Linked DNA regions of Mus musculus: all the other regions are linked to region 5. Evidence: chromatin contacts called from public HiChIP or PLAC-seq and promoter capture Hi-C data. All regions are on one chromosome and are shown on one strand. The core of a region is the stretch at or near the end of the contact, and the rest is flanking DNA. Distances in the headings are between cores, read along the strand shown. Region 1 overlaps Mypn (myopalladin). Region 2 holds the start of Pbld2 (phenazine biosynthesis-like protein domain containing 2). Region 3 holds the start of Atoh7 (atonal bHLH transcription factor 7). Region 4 holds the start of Pbld1 (phenazine biosynthesis-like protein domain containing 1). Region 5 holds the start of Stox1 (storkhead box 1).

Region 1 (2,700 bases), core at 83-2,582, 400 kb after region 5:
GTAGGATGACTTCCTGCTCCATCTCTGCAGCCGGAGAATATCAGATATATGCCGCTGTAGCTGGTATAAGTAGGCTAGCTATGCTCTCCGGCACCCTACCAGCTGAGCTGATAAACCCTTGGTCCTAAAGTTAGGCTTTACAAAGGGATGCTGGGTAAAGAACATTCCAGGTAGGAGGACCACAGAAGTGATGCAAGGGTATGTAACTTAGGCGACAGAAGAGCCTAGTGTGGTCCAAGGATCAGTCTGAAGGGCAAAAGGTTACCTGTAGCACCTGCCAATTAAATAACACATTGATTGCTTACTCAATTATTGCAATTGCTCCTATTGATTATATGATTACAATGAAGAAGCAGCCATATTACATTTCTAGATTACTACGTACCTCAGAAAGCGGTGTAGAAAATATGGTCTGCTACCGTGAAGGGGAAGAGATTGCTGGGGCAAGGGGCTCACCTGAGTATTTGGACAATCACTTTGAAGGGAGTTCTGCCCAGGAGTCCCATAGCAATCCTTACCTACCACAGTGAGCTCCAGACTAAAGGAATTCTGCCCGGTTTTGTTGGTAGCCACGCACGTGTAGGTCCCTGCGTCTCGTTGGGTGAGCGGGTCGATGAGCAGAGAGTGGACTCCCGTCTCTCTGACCAGCATCTTGTGGGAGGCGTCGGGTAGCACAGGTTGCCCATTGAGTAGCCATGTCAGCTCCGGGGGTGGTAAGCCACTCACCTAACAGATGACAGAACAGCCAACGTGGACGACACAGACAGGCAGATTCATCCGGTGACTGAATTCTTTATCCTTATTGACACCAAATATAGAGCAAAGGAAAACACGGAAGGGTGGGGACTCTGCTGCAGCCTTGAAGGGGGGTCTGAATGAATGGTACTGACTTTGAACGGTCTCAGCCCCATTTCAGTCATGACTGAGCCATGTGATTACATCCCAGAGTGATGATAGCGACAAATAGAAAAACACAGGCTGCGGCATCAGTAAAAGAGATGACTTCGGCTTAGACACCAGAGTCAGAAAAGGTTCTCAAATCAAAGGTTAAATCACCATTCTCAAATTTTGTTCATGGACTATCAAAAAAAACCCAAAAACCCAAAAAACTTGAGAACTAATTATAATATTAAAACTGAATTTCCGGGAAGAGGAGCCAGGCGCTGATGTTTTTTAAAGTCTAGAGAGGCAGGGGAGCATACAACCTGAATATTATTTAGGTGGCAACTGAGGGATGAGAGCCGCACACAGAAAGGGGCTCTCTGCACAAGCCTGCTCTCCAGCCTGCACTGACTGCGCCTACATTTCCCATAACACCCTGCACGGTCGCCTGACACAGAAGTGATGACGTCAGAGTTCATTACCCTGAGAGACCTTTGCCTTGCCAATGTGAAACCTCATTTCAGATTGGGAAATTAGAATGCGGAATGACAAAAGGTAACAGAGGTGGCTTAGTGTGAGGAAAAAAAAAAAAAAAAAGAAGTTTCTCCCTTCCCTGTGACCAAAGACACAAGATTATAACTTCTGGCTTCATAGTAATAAAGGGTCCAGGGACGATATAGAAAAGTCCACAAGTTAACCTTTGGTTATTGTCTCAAAATGAAGAATCAACTTGACATAATGCCCACATAAAATGGTTTTGCTTTAAAAGTTTTATGCTTCCATACTTTGTATTATTAAGATATGGTGAGTTAAGATGCTAAGGACACATTTGTGTATGGTATCAAAAAGATCCCCCGCTCTGAAAGAGCCTAGAGAGGAGAATTTCCCTCCCTTCCCAAGCCCCCTTCATCTGAGAGAAAACCCCATAAAGCAAATACAAACACAAATGAGTGTAAAGAAATAACCAGATGCAAAATCTGGAGAGACCTGGCGCTAAGGAAATACCTTACAGTCCAGCCGACAGAGGCGGCCCTCGTGAGCCACCATATCCCCAGGGGCCTGCAGGAAATGTGGTCGGAAAAAGCGTTCCTGTAGCGGCTCTTTGTCTCTTTCCTGCATTCTGGACCTTCCTCTACAAGAAACATTTACAAACATATAACAACGACTGTATGCATTTAGGCTATATGGCTATAATGAGACAGAGTCTCCAATAGCCCAGGCTAGCCTTGAGCTCATTAGTAATCAAGGATGACCTTGAACTGACCCTCCTGATCTATAAAGCCTCCCGAGCGCTGACATTAGAAGCGTGCATTAGAGCGTTATGCTCAGTTTATATGGTACTCGGGTAAACCTAGGACTTGGCGCATGTTAGGTAAGGACTCTAGCAAATGAACCATACCCCTAGAATACAGAAAAATTACTAGACCATCAATCAGTCAATCAACCAATCAATCAACCAATCACAGTTTAAAACTTATGCAAATACACATATAAGCCAAGCCAAACCAAACCCAAAGCTTTTTTTTTTTTTTTTTTTTTTTTTTTTGGCAAGTATCCCATACATTATAGTATTATTTCTAAAACTCTGAAATCAAGTAAATAGGCTCAGGGCTGGGTGCTTCCAGAGGACCCAAGTTCAGTTCCCAGCACCCATGCTAGGCGGCTCACAACCACCCTTAAGTTCAGCTTCAGAGGGTCCAATACTCCTGTGCTAATGTGCCTATGACCTGGCCCATACACATATTTAAAAATAATAAAAAAACAAAACAAGCAGTCCTTGGCCTCTTTCTCTCTGAAGTCATTCAGTGTTAATCAGCT
Region 2 (2,700 bases), core at 62-2,561, 300 kb after region 5:
GACCGCGGCCGCCTTTGTCCTGCATCTGGCATCGGAGCGCCCTCGTCGTCACTGGCTTCTCCTTCCCCCGCCCCCAGCTCCCCCTGTCTCAACCCTGGAGTCTGCGTCAGCAGCCCCTCGCAGCCCCGCCGGCCCCAGGTAGTCCCTTCGAGAGCACCGGAGGCCCCGGTGGGTGGCCGGGCCCGCCGAGCGCCATTTCCACCCGGAGCGCGTCCCGCTTTCCCGGCTCGCTGAGCTCCCCACCCTCATCCCTACCGGAGAGCTCGGATCTCCCGCCCGCACTCTCTCCTGCCGGACACTTTCCCGTAAGCCGGAGGCGACAAAGTAGCCCGAGCGGGGGAAAGGCGGGAAGGCGACCCGACCGCTACCGGCCCCCAAGATGGCGGCAGCCGAGCGGCGGGGGAGAGCGAGCGAGCGGCCACTCCGCGTTCCCTCACCCGCTCCCGGGCTCTTCGTCCTTCTCCCGACTCCGCTGTCGGCACCGCCGGCCCAACCTACCCCCCCTTCTACTTCAGATACCCTGTGGGGCGTAAGCAACGCCTACACCGACGCTCGCGCGGGTCTGGTCGCGGGCAGGGACGCCTGGCTCGCCCGCTGCTGAGCGCTCGCCACAACGGTTCGGCTCCCTCGCTCCCCTCAACCGTCTCCCGCCGCGCCAACCGCTCTAGGAGCTGCGCAGCCGAGCGACTGCCGAGGGGGGATGGGAGGGGGGCGAGAGAGAGGGAGGGGGCAGGGCCGACTGCCCAGGCCCACCCCCTCTCTGCCGCGCTGCTCTCGCGATACTTGAGTGACAGCGTGGTCTCCCAGGGGGCGGGGCGCAGCGCACCTGCGCACTCGGGACCTGCCCGGTTGCCACCGTGGTGGGCGTGGAGTCGCAGCGAGTGGGCTGTGGCGGACTCCGTTGGCTCCCGCCGACCGACCAACCCTCTGAACCCCGGAGCTCACGTTTGTCCCTCCCCACGGGCCTCTGAGGAGCCGTGGTCACGCGGTTTGCTAAGTTTCTTATCTGCTCCACTGGGAATAGATCCCACAAAGGCCCCCGCGCGGAAGGAGCCACGTGGTTTCTGTCACCCCGCCCCCCAACCCGGGGACGGCTTTGCTGGTCCACCATATTTGCATTATGCAATCAGAAAAAAAGATGAATGTTGCGCCTGCGAAGATACAAAGCGTCTAAACCCAGCAGGATTCCCGTCCTAGCCTGGGGCATCCCCTTTGTTCCCCTGCGTAGGCAGCCTTGGCGCCTTGATTGGTTTCCTACCTGCCAGGTTCGGTTTTTCTCTCCATTAAACCCGGGTGACGGGTCTGTGGTTCACGGCAATAGACTTTATCTAAGTAAGAGTTTGGTATTCCTAAAAATTGTGCTCGCAGGAGACACCTAAAAAAACCGCATGTGGAGGTTCTGTCGTGCTACCAAGATTGCTCCCGACCCGTTTATGGCTTTTTTAAAGTTGTAACACAAATTGCACATGGAAAGGCTGTGGGAAGGTGGAGGGCCACCCTGGTGTTGAGAGACTTGGGAGAGCAAAGCTAATTAAGGTGGGTACGGACAGCAGAGGGCGAAAAGAGGCCGGGCTGGACAGACTAAGGCTGTGAACGTGGATGGGGCTGGGTTGGAATCACCCTTCAGTGTGCATCCAAAGATTTCTTTGTGCTACAAACACTGGGAAGTCCATGTGGAGTGGAGTAGTGGCAGTGTGGAAGGTTGGATTTGATTTACTATGAATTTTTATTTATGTTTATACTAGAGCCAAGAGGCCAATGACTTTCTTGTATGGAAACTTGTATTTCACGGCTTTAATTCATCTTCAAACCTACTTGAAAGTCTTTAGTACTCTACTGATTTTATAGCCCAAAATATCCTTCAGAGAAGGGGGGGGGGGCGCAGTGTGCTTATACTTACAGACAGGAAAATCAAAGTATGTTCTAGAAGCCGTCATAGCTCAGGTTTATTAAGTACTTCCTGAAATGGCATGGTAAGCAGTTCCTTGTCTTTGTTCTTGGGTAGCCAAGGATGTCCTTGAACTCCTGACCCTCTGTGTCTCCATAGCCTTACAAAGTGGTATTTCACAGATGCAGTCCCTAGTCCCACAAGAGTGAAAATAATTACACTTGATAACACTAAACTCTTTTATGTGGTGACAAGTTAGTGGCTTACTGGCCAGACACTTGCTGAAGCTTGGTTATTTTATTGTTACTTTAATCCCCTAAAGTTACCCCACCCCCTCCTTTTAATAGCTGGGGGTTGATTTAGAGCCCAAAGTATGTTCTCTTTTTTAAAAAAGTAACTGGTTTAGCTGGGTAGTGGTGCACACCTTTAATCCCAGCACTCGGGAGGCAGAGGCAGTTGGATCTCTTTGTTGGAGGCCAGCCTGGTCTTCAGAGTGAGTTCCTGGACAGCCAGGGCTACACTGAGAAACACTGCCTCTGGGCGGTGGGGTGGAGGGGGTAACAAACCTAAAGGGAACTGGCTTATTAGCAGTACTCCAAGCTGAACTCTTAGGATGAAACCTTCCCAGGGCCTTTCTTCTATTGGGTTTTAATTACATGGCTCCTTTACCTTTCACTCTTTCAACATGATTGGGTAGGTGGAATTCTGTAATCCCTTTTCCTCTTCCCCTGGAATTCAGTCTGCTTACAGCATGAATGAATTTGGCATTCTTTGCACACACTTTGTGTGGTTATCGGCCACAATCCTCAATT
Region 3 (2,700 bases), core at 112-2,611, 370 kb after region 5:
GAGCTGAGTGGCTCTGTGCAAAAAGTCTGTGTCCAACATCTGTCGCTCTGAAGATTATTAATGTTCAATTGCTTCCCATTGTCTTCAAGTTATTCAACTTCATTTCCCCGTCAGTGCTTTAGCTGGGGACTAATAAACTATTTATGGGAAGACGGGGCTTGAAGTCAGGGTGGTGGTGTTGGGGCTGTAGTCTGAGGTACCAGCGGGGTAAACAAGTCCAAGTTAAAAGGCCTCTTGATTTGTATGTAGACGATTTAACTAAACAAAAAAATCTGAGGTTACATCCATGGTTCGAAAGGAGAGAGAGCTTCCTTGGCCCTTCCTGAAATATAGAACTGAAAATATTAGAGCCTGTTTCTTTGCCTTTACACTCCCCTGAAAAACAAGAAACAAGCTGAGACGAGAGGGGATAATTAAAGATTTCTCTGTGTAAATCTAATAATTATCAGTGGTGGAAATCATGTTTTGTTACTGTTCTTGAGGACAGAGGACATAGAACAACACTGAATTGCATGAAATATTTTTAGTGGTATAAGAGACAGGCAAAAAGAAAATGCATTAAGATTTTTTTAAACTCCCCAAATTATTTAGATGTTTCCGTTTTTGCATACACACGTGCATGAAGATGTCTTGTTAAGTTTAAATGGTAAACAATGAAGCGATTAGTTATCATTTCAGTTTGTGGCTCAATATTAATGAACAAGAAAATGAAATAGAGCTGCTGAATAAACCTGTCAAGGCCTTGGAACCCACAGAACATAGTATCGAGGTGAACACTGACACATTTGTATCTTTGGATTCATCTTAAGTTGTTTCACAGAAATTATTCACAGAGTCACATTCCAGGCCTGCAACAGTATTTGGATTTCCTAATTTGTATGAATTTATTTAGTAAATTAAATGAAAATGTTAATACTTTATCGCCGCTTCTTAACAAAGCAAAATCTTGATAACCTTCGGATACGCCCTAGCAATGTTAGAAGCAACATCTTCCCGCAAAATGATTTTTCTACTTAATCATTTAAAAACCCGGCCTTTGTTTTTTGATATGTAAGCTTCCTGCTGGTTTGGGAAAAGATGGACCAGGCTCTCCCTTCACCCCCACCTTCTTATTCTATTGGGGACAGTCAGACCAGGCCACTCCAGATGGTGTGTTAGTTAGCGTTGGACATAGCTTTGGAGACACTTCAACAGACGAAGGCAATGATGTCAGGATTTTGCTGTGCGTCGCCCCCTCCCCCCTGCCGTTCCCAGGGTAGGAAGGTGCTGAGATGGGAGCGGAGGGACGCCCGCCCACCTGCCACCACCTGTTCCCTCCTTGAGCCCTGGGCTATAAATTCTCCTCCCTCATCGCTCTGTCCGACATCTACTGCAAGCTGTCCAAACGCTCCTGACCTAGCAGAGCTTCTGGGAAGATTTCGTCACCCCGAAAAGCAGTCTCAGGCTTTCCCAGAGAACTGGAAAGGCTTTCTATCCCCGACCCCCAAGAACGATCCGCAGCAAACTGCAAGAAAGTTTCCTCCTCGTTCAACTTTACGTGTTTGGGGTGGAGTGGGGAGGAATGACTTTTTCCTGAGCATCACTTCCACTGCATCTGGGCAAGGGAAGGGACTTCCCAGCAGGACCCAAGCTAGGGTCCCACACAGTGTCCTCTGGCCACTGACTGACTGCACGTGAGTCGCTCCGTCTGTGTCTTATTCACTCTTGGGAGTCCTGCAGAGCGGCAGCGTGGATGAAGTCGGCCTGCAAACCCCACGGCCCTCCGGCGGGAGCTCGCGGCGCGCCCCCGTGCGCGGGCGCAGCCGAGCGCGCGGTCTCGTGCGCGGGGCCCGGGCGGCTGGAGAGCGCGGCGCGCAGGCGTCTGGCGGCCAACGCGCGCGAGCGGCGCCGCATGCAGGGGCTGAACACGGCGTTCGACCGGCTGCGCAGGGTGGTGCCGCAGTGGGGCCAGGACAAGAAGCTGTCCAAGTACGAGACACTGCAGATGGCGCTCAGCTACATCATCGCGCTCACCCGCATCCTAGCCGAAGCCGAGCGGGACTGGGTCGGGCTGCGCTGCGAGCAGCGGGGCCGCGATCACCCCTACCTCCCTTTCCCGGGTGCTAGGCTCCAGGTAGACCCTGAGCCCTATGGGCAGAGGCTCTTCGGCTTCCAGCCGGAGCCCTTCCCCATGGCCAGCTAAGCCTCGGGGCCATTTGGGTCTTAGGGGAGAAAACTCAATCACCTTTTCTGCTTAATTTCCTTCCCGTTTCAAACAGGTAGATGAAATGAGTTCATTGCCTCCCTATCTCCACTTCTCTTGTGTTTTGTAGGTTTCATGAGTGGACATCGCGAATGACTTTGGACTGCTGTGAAAATAATGCTCTGTTCCTTTTAGCCTAAGACAACGGGGCTGGGGTCTAGCCGAGTTTGTAGAGGACTTGTCTTGCATGTATAAAAGTGGGGTTGAGCCCCAGCTGCCGCTTAGGCAGAGCACGGTGATGCACGGCCTGTAATCCTAGCGTCATTCAGGAGGTGGAGAAACATATATATTTAAATATTTAAGACCCCATGTCAAAAAAAAAAAAAAGATTGAATAAGACTGGTACTAAACCATCAGACAGTTAGTTACCTTCTTAAACTGTGCAAGTTTGTCCCTATTGGGCGAAGTTGTATTATGTGACTTGTTTATGTTCTGAGCAGCTACCTTGTGGTGTAAAT
Region 4 (2,700 bases), core at 59-2,558, 340 kb after region 5:
TAAGCCTCTGAGATGACAATTACAACAGGTGAATAAAAGCTACTTTTACATATCCCAAGGCTGGCCTTGAACTCAAGGCAGGCCTGTTGCAGTCTCCAGATTCCACTGAGCCTGGCTCACAAGCTTGTGAAGCCCACTGCCAGGGGGAGACAGAGCCTAATCCTAGCTATTCAGCAGCCGGGGCAGGAGGCTGAAGACCTGTGTAGGTTCCACAGAGAGGTCACGGCCAACGAGGTCAAGATCCCGGGGCCCACAGATCAGGTAAACAAGATAACCTAGAACATTTACCAGTCACGTGTGAGGCCTGGGCTCCATTCCAGCCTTGCAAAAGGGAACCTGTGTCAAAATAGGAGCTTTGTTTCCTTTCTGTGCTGACTCCTGCTATCTGATAGAACAATGGTGATTTACAATGAAATCTCCAAACAACCGCATAAACAACCTGAAACGCAGTGAGAAGAACGATTCTGCTGTCGATGGAGACACGTCCTCGCAGATGACACTTGACAACAAATCCTCCTGTTTGTCCTCCACGCTCCAGTTGGATGTGAGCCCAGTAATTACTTCTTAAATCACTTTAATAGATATGGTGTGCCAGGGGCTCCTCTAGCAGCTATGTGATTTCAAAAGGGGAAAAGGTAAGTTGGTTGTGGTGGCATGGGACTTTAATCCCAGGACTGGGAAGGCAGAAGTAGGCAGATCTCTGAGCTCAAGGCCAGCCTTAAGATCCAGTTCAATAAAGGCTGCATAGTAAGACCCAGTTTTTGTTTTGTTTTGTTTTTTTAAATTAAGATGTGGTAAGAAGAGGGTGACGTGATGTTTTCTGCCAATGAAAACCCAATGATTGCTTTTTATCAGTCAGATTAATAAGCACAGTAAATGTTCATATACTGTGTAAGTTGGTAAACTTTTATTGCTTTGAGACGGGGTCTCCTGTATCCCAGGCTGGCTTGGAACTCCCTGTGTAGCCGAGGATGGCCTTGAGCCTTTCTGTTCTTGCCTCTGCTTCGTTGCGCTAGGATCACAGATGTGTGCCACCATGCCCTGTGTAAGGGTCGATGGGGAATAGAGCCCGGGCTTTGTGCGTGCCAAGCAAGTGCTTACCTGCCCCTCACTGAGCTACTCTGCAAAGGTCAAAGGACATCCAATACAAATGCTAAAACTTGTTAGAGGATTGGTATCTCTAAAGGTAACCATATTGGCACGGTTGTTTGGCTTTTGGTCTGGGAACCATTAACTGCACGTCTGCACCAGTAAAACTTTAACTTATTTTTCAACAGCTGGAAGTGAAGCGGGCTCCGAGCAGGGCAGGGAGCCCTCAGACAAAGCCAGCGAGGAAAATGAAGCTCCCAATCTTCATAGCAGATGCGTTCACTGCGACAGCTTTCCGGGGCAATCCTGCCGCAGTCTGCCTCCTGGAGCGCGTGAGTACGCGGTTCTCAAGGGCCAAGCCTGAACTTCCAGATGTGTGTAGAGCCCTTGACGTCTGTAAAAGACATGAGGCCGTCCTGCGTGTTTGCCACTTTGGCTTGTGTTCTGTGTCACGTCGCTGATGGCCATGTCTTCAGGTTATGAGGGAATGGCTGTGCCTAGACTGGGTCAGAGCCACAGAGGCTCCCAGGCAGGGAACCTGGCAGCAGCTGGGAGTCGGGGCTCATGCCTGCAGCTCTGGTGTTCCAAAGGAGAAGGCAGGAGATCATGAGTCTGCGGCCAGCCTGGGCTACATAGCAGATCCTAGGTCAGCCTGGACTATGTGAAGAAACTCATCTTACAGAATCAAAAATAAATAAGCAAATAAACATAAAAACGTAGGGGGATGGGTTCCTTCTAGCTGCCAGAGTTTAGTTTTATGACTAGATATGGTCGCAGCTACCTTTGAGTCTTACTTTAGGGACTCTCTCATAGGGGTTGGGAGAAGGTCTAAGGCGGGCTGGCCTTAAGCTCCCTGCGTAGCTCAAGCTCTCTTCAGACCCCATCTGCCTCAACCTCCTTAGTGCCTGCCTGGGTTACAGCTGCCGGCCATCTTTCCTGGCTTTAACCTTTCCTGTTCCTCAGACATTTAGAAGTTCTCTCGAAGGCTGAAGGCTCATTGTTTCAGAGTGGCTACTGCTCTCGCAAAGGACTTATGTTCCATTCTTCACACCCATGTGGGACACTTACAACTGCTTGTGGCTCCAGCTCCCGACGGAGATCTGAGAGATCTGACTGACACTCTCTTCTGACCTCTGAGGTCACTGCAATCATGTGTACAAACCCAAACACACACATACACATACATACACACACAAACCCACACAAACCCAGATACACACACATGCACTTGCACACACACAAACACACAGACATGTCTGCACTCACTTTCTCTCTTCCGATCTCCAAAGGCTCTATGCTCAAGTGTATTGACTGACACACAGACATTCATTCTCTCTCTTAAAATAATTGTCAAAATATATTAAAAATCTCTTTAGGATCAAGAAAATAAGGCACCGGCAAAGAATTAAGGAGAGGCAAGGAATTGATCTCCACTCTGTGGAAAAGTTAGTTTGCCAAAACTCTCCCTTTGTAAATAGCTCTTTTGTGGCTCCCATGCTGGCTCAGCAGGTAAAGGTCCTTGGCGCCAAGCCTGAAGACCAGAGTTCAATTCCTGGGAGCCACAGAGTGGACACAGACAACCTCCTCCTGCCAAGTCATCCCCCGGCCGCA
Region 5 (2,700 bases), core at 200-2,699:
CAAGTGCCGGGATAAAAGGTGTGCGCCACCATGCCGGGCTCCATCTCTCTTCTTAATCAAAGAAATATGGGGACAGGCTGGGGGTGGGTGGTTGCAGATGGCATGAAGTTTAGAGGCCTTCCCAGGTTCAGGCCAGAGGAGGTCACTATTCCTGGACAAGACCACACACAGCATCAGGTGTCTCCCGTTGCCCTGACCCTTACCCCAGGGAGTAAAACAAATTTGTTTTGCTGGTGCTTCTCTGGGGATGGGGGAAGGAGGAGGAGGAGGAGGAGGAGGAGGAGGAGGAGGAGGAGGAGGAGGAGGAGGAGGAGGAGGAGAACCAGACTATGATGGAGAGGTTCCTTGAAACAACTGGCTTCTTGTCACCACCAAACCATCGAATGGTCCCACAGCCCCCACAGACAGAATGAGGACAGAACCAGCTGTTACTGGGAGCTGACACAGTTGCCAGAGGTTAGTGGCCTGTGTCAGTAACCACCCCACTGGTGCAGCGGTTCAGTTTCTCAACCGAGAAACAAATGGGTTAGTCCGAAAAGACTGGGAGGTGGAACTTTCTCTGTTTGGTGAATGATGTGTGATGTGTCTACAGCACCATCTGTTTCTTTTCCCCACCAGTTAAGGACGATCCCGCCCCCCCCCCAAAAAACTTCTGAAAGTTGAGCGACCTAAGACCACTCCTCCATCCAAGACAAGCAGGACAGGAACACCAGGTACTGGGAAGGGAAGGGGAGTTGAGGGGAGGGGAGCTGAGGGGAGGGGAGGGGAGGGAAAGAAAAGGGGAAAAAAAGGAAAGGAAAAAGGAAAGGATGGCAAAGTTAAGGAAAGGGGAAGGGAAAGGAATGGAGAAAGAAAAGAAAAGGAAAGACGGACGGAAAAAGGAAAGGGAAGGAAAAGATAGGAAAAAGGAAAGGAAAGACGGAAGGAAAAAGAAAGGGAAGCTAAGAAGGAAGGAAGGAAGGAAGGAAGGAAGGAAGGAAGGAAGGAAGGAGCAATCGGATCCTCTTTCGGACCCGAGCCTCACTTTTCCTAAAGTGCCCCCTCCCCTAACACCAGGAACCCGCGCGCTCCCGGGACCTGTTGCTATGACCCCGGGCGCTGGCGACCTCCGCCCCACACTCACCCACCGCGGTGATGCGGAAGCCTCGGGGCGGCCGCAGGGCTCGGCGACGCCACGCATCCCGCAGCACCTGCACACAGGGCTGGGGCGCGCGCACCAGCAGCACCCCGCGCCGCAGCCAGCCGAGAAAGGCCAGCCGCGAGGCGGCGCGCGCCAGCCGTGCGTTCCAGAAGCAGCGCGCGTTGGCGCGGCGGAAGGCGCGGAAGAGCGCGCGACCGCCCGGCTCCCCCGCCGCCTGCCCGGCCTCCCGCGGGCTCAGCACCAACGCCAGCGAACCCGGTGCCAGCTGCACGGGCCGCGCCATGCCGCCCGCTCGCGGGACTCGAGATCACTGAGCCCACCTCGGCTGCCCCGGGAGCCCTCTGAGGGGGGCGGGGCCGGGGTGGGGCGGGGCTTTCTAGGGCGTCGCTGTCACTCCCGGTTCCCACAGCAACCAGAAGAGCCGGTGGCATCGCCCACCCGCAGTGCCCGGAGGACCCAGGTCGCGCGTGGGAGGTGACCCAGGTTTGAGCCTCTGCTCCGTTCCTGACCTCTCAGGCTAGTTCTCTGGCGTCTCTGGGTTTGGACCTGGCCAGGTTCCTCATCTCGCAGCAGAGGACTCTGAGGACCCTCTCATCCATGGTTTTCTGAAGTTCCAGGGTCTGTCTCCTCCCCTAGTGTATCCCCTTCTTTTGAGAATTTTGAGGAAAGCAGGGTTAGCGAGCGAGAGGCGGTAGCAAAAGCCTGGGGCCCCACCCTGGTTAGGGCCTGGGGATTCTGACGCTGCACTCGATCATGCCCCAAGAACCCCAAAGGAAAGGCCGAGATCTGCCCCTGCAGACTATGGCCGGCGTCGCAGAGCGATAAGGACAAACAGGCTGGGCCGGAATTGAGGCCCTGGGTCCCTGAGGATAAAGATCTATTGGAATAAGGAAACCGGGCAGGATAGACATTAGACTTAACTATGAACTCAATACTATAAAGAGCAAGGTGCTTCGGCAAGACCTGAGGGGTCATTTCAGACTTACCATCCATAATATCGATATAATAATCAGGGGTGGGCACAGAGAGAGACAGGGTCAACATATGTCTCCCAGGCTGGTCTCAAACTCATGTTCCTCTTGCTTGTGCAACCGTTTTTATTTTTAACTACACCACCTTTATAACTACCATAATGAGATAATCCATACCCCTATCCATCAATCACAGATGTTATTAATAACAATAGCCCAGTTTCACAACTCTCTGTTAAATTAACTATTGTAGATTGATATCTCTAATCCCCAAATCCCAGATGCTCTAAGAATTTTTTTTTAAGTACTACTGTGGTTTCACACGCAAAAAACATCACACTTGACTTCAGGATGTGTGTAAAAGGGGTGGCTATGAGTTGAGTGAATTGTGTGGGACCCATCTCCAACTTGGCTCCTCAAGTAGATCCAAGTGTGCCAGCATCTGAAAAAAATGGGCTATCTGTCCCCAAGCATCTTGGAGACAATTGTATCAATAGCATGCATGTGTGCCACCCTGCCTGCCTGTGAATGGCCATGCCTAAGTGCTGGGGTGTGTATGTGTGTGTACCATGGTACCGACCTAAGAGC

What was found. Promoter capture Hi-C pulls out the DNA fragments that hold promoters and counts their contacts. HiChIP or PLAC-seq counts read pairs in DNA pulled down with a chosen protein or histone mark.
Region 1: a contact with region 5 is called in a promoter capture Hi-C map of pre-B cells, with 4 times the contacts expected there. The contact joins the enhancer-like site here to the promoter of Stox1 in region 5. A contact is called at or near these places in 3 of 39 promoter capture datasets (cranial neural crest, hippocampal neurons and pre-B cells), 1 of 15 datasets of contacts at CTCF or cohesin (CD8 T cells) and 2 of 9 other capture datasets (embryonic stem cells and liver).
Region 2: a contact with region 5 is called in an H3K4me3 HiChIP or PLAC-seq map of embryonic stem cells, with 11 read pairs. The contact joins the promoter of Pbld2 here to the promoter of Stox1 in region 5. A contact is called at or near these places in 3 of 39 promoter capture datasets (cranial neural crest, embryonic stem cells and frontonasal cranial neural crest), 2 of 484 Hi-C or Micro-C datasets (the N1E-115 cell line and embryonic stem cells), 4 of 115 datasets of contacts at active chromatin or transcription factors (bone marrow-derived macrophages, embryonic stem cells and trophoblast stem cells) and 1 of 9 other capture datasets (embryonic stem cells).
Region 3: a promoter capture Hi-C map of liver shows a contact between it and region 5, with 4 times the contacts expected there. The contact joins the promoter of Atoh7 here to the promoter of Stox1 in region 5. A contact is called at or near these places in 7 of 39 promoter capture datasets (cranial neural crest, embryonic stem cells, hematopoietic stem and progenitor cells and 3 more), 1 of 484 Hi-C or Micro-C datasets (embryonic stem cells), 1 of 115 datasets of contacts at active chromatin or transcription factors (bone marrow-derived macrophages) and 2 of 9 other capture datasets (liver and macrophages).
Region 4: a promoter capture Hi-C map of pre-B cells shows a contact between it and region 5, with 4 times the contacts expected there. The contact joins the promoter of Pbld1 here to the promoter of Stox1 in region 5. A contact is called at or near these places in 13 of 39 promoter capture datasets (the 3T3-L1 cell line, cranial neural crest, embryonic stem cells and 8 more), 3 of 484 Hi-C or Micro-C datasets (the N1E-115 cell line and embryonic stem cells), 1 of 115 datasets of contacts at active chromatin or transcription factors (embryonic stem cells) and 4 of 9 other capture datasets (adipose tissue, embryonic stem cells, liver and 1 more).

What each region holds. Positions count from the first base shown.
Region 1 is chr10:63,121,384-63,124,083 of GRCm38.p6, forward strand. It overlaps Mypn (myopalladin), which reads right to left. Exons shown (of 20, transcript NM_182992.2): 16 at 1,888-2,014; 17 at 519-726. Among named protein-coding and RNA genes, the nearest start is that of Atoh7, 23 kb to the left of the region's middle. Within about 2 kb of position 1,333, at least 47 of the 459 cell types and tissues checked have an H3K27ac peak or open chromatin away from gene starts, as enhancers often do. A contact at or near this core is called in liver and pre-B cells, where this site is marked.
Region 2 is chr10:63,023,201-63,025,900 of GRCm38.p6, forward strand. It overlaps Pbld2 (phenazine biosynthesis-like protein domain containing 2), which reads left to right and starts at 1,312. Exons shown (of 10, transcript NM_026085.2): 1 at 1,312-1,536. Hnrnph3 (heterogeneous nuclear ribonucleoprotein H3) reads right to left here and starts at 649. Exons shown (of 10, transcript NM_001079824.1): 1 at 520-649.
Region 3 is chr10:63,098,424-63,101,123 of GRCm38.p6, forward strand. Atoh7 (atonal bHLH transcription factor 7) reads left to right here and starts at 1,362. Exons shown (of 2, transcript NM_001364648.2): 1 at 1,362-2,113; 2 at 2,313-2,700. The coding sequence starts at 1,733. The coding sequence ends at 2,321.
Region 4 is chr10:63,060,281-63,062,980 of GRCm38.p6, forward strand. It overlaps Pbld1 (phenazine biosynthesis-like protein domain containing 1), which reads left to right and starts at 1,309. Exons shown (of 9, transcript NM_026701.3): 1 at 1,309-1,421. The coding sequence starts at 1,338.
Region 5 is chr10:62,724,645-62,727,344 of GRCm38.p6, forward strand. It overlaps Stox1 (storkhead box 1), which reads right to left and starts at 1,450. Exons shown (of 4, transcript NM_001033260.2): 1 at 1,124-1,450. The coding sequence starts at 1,424.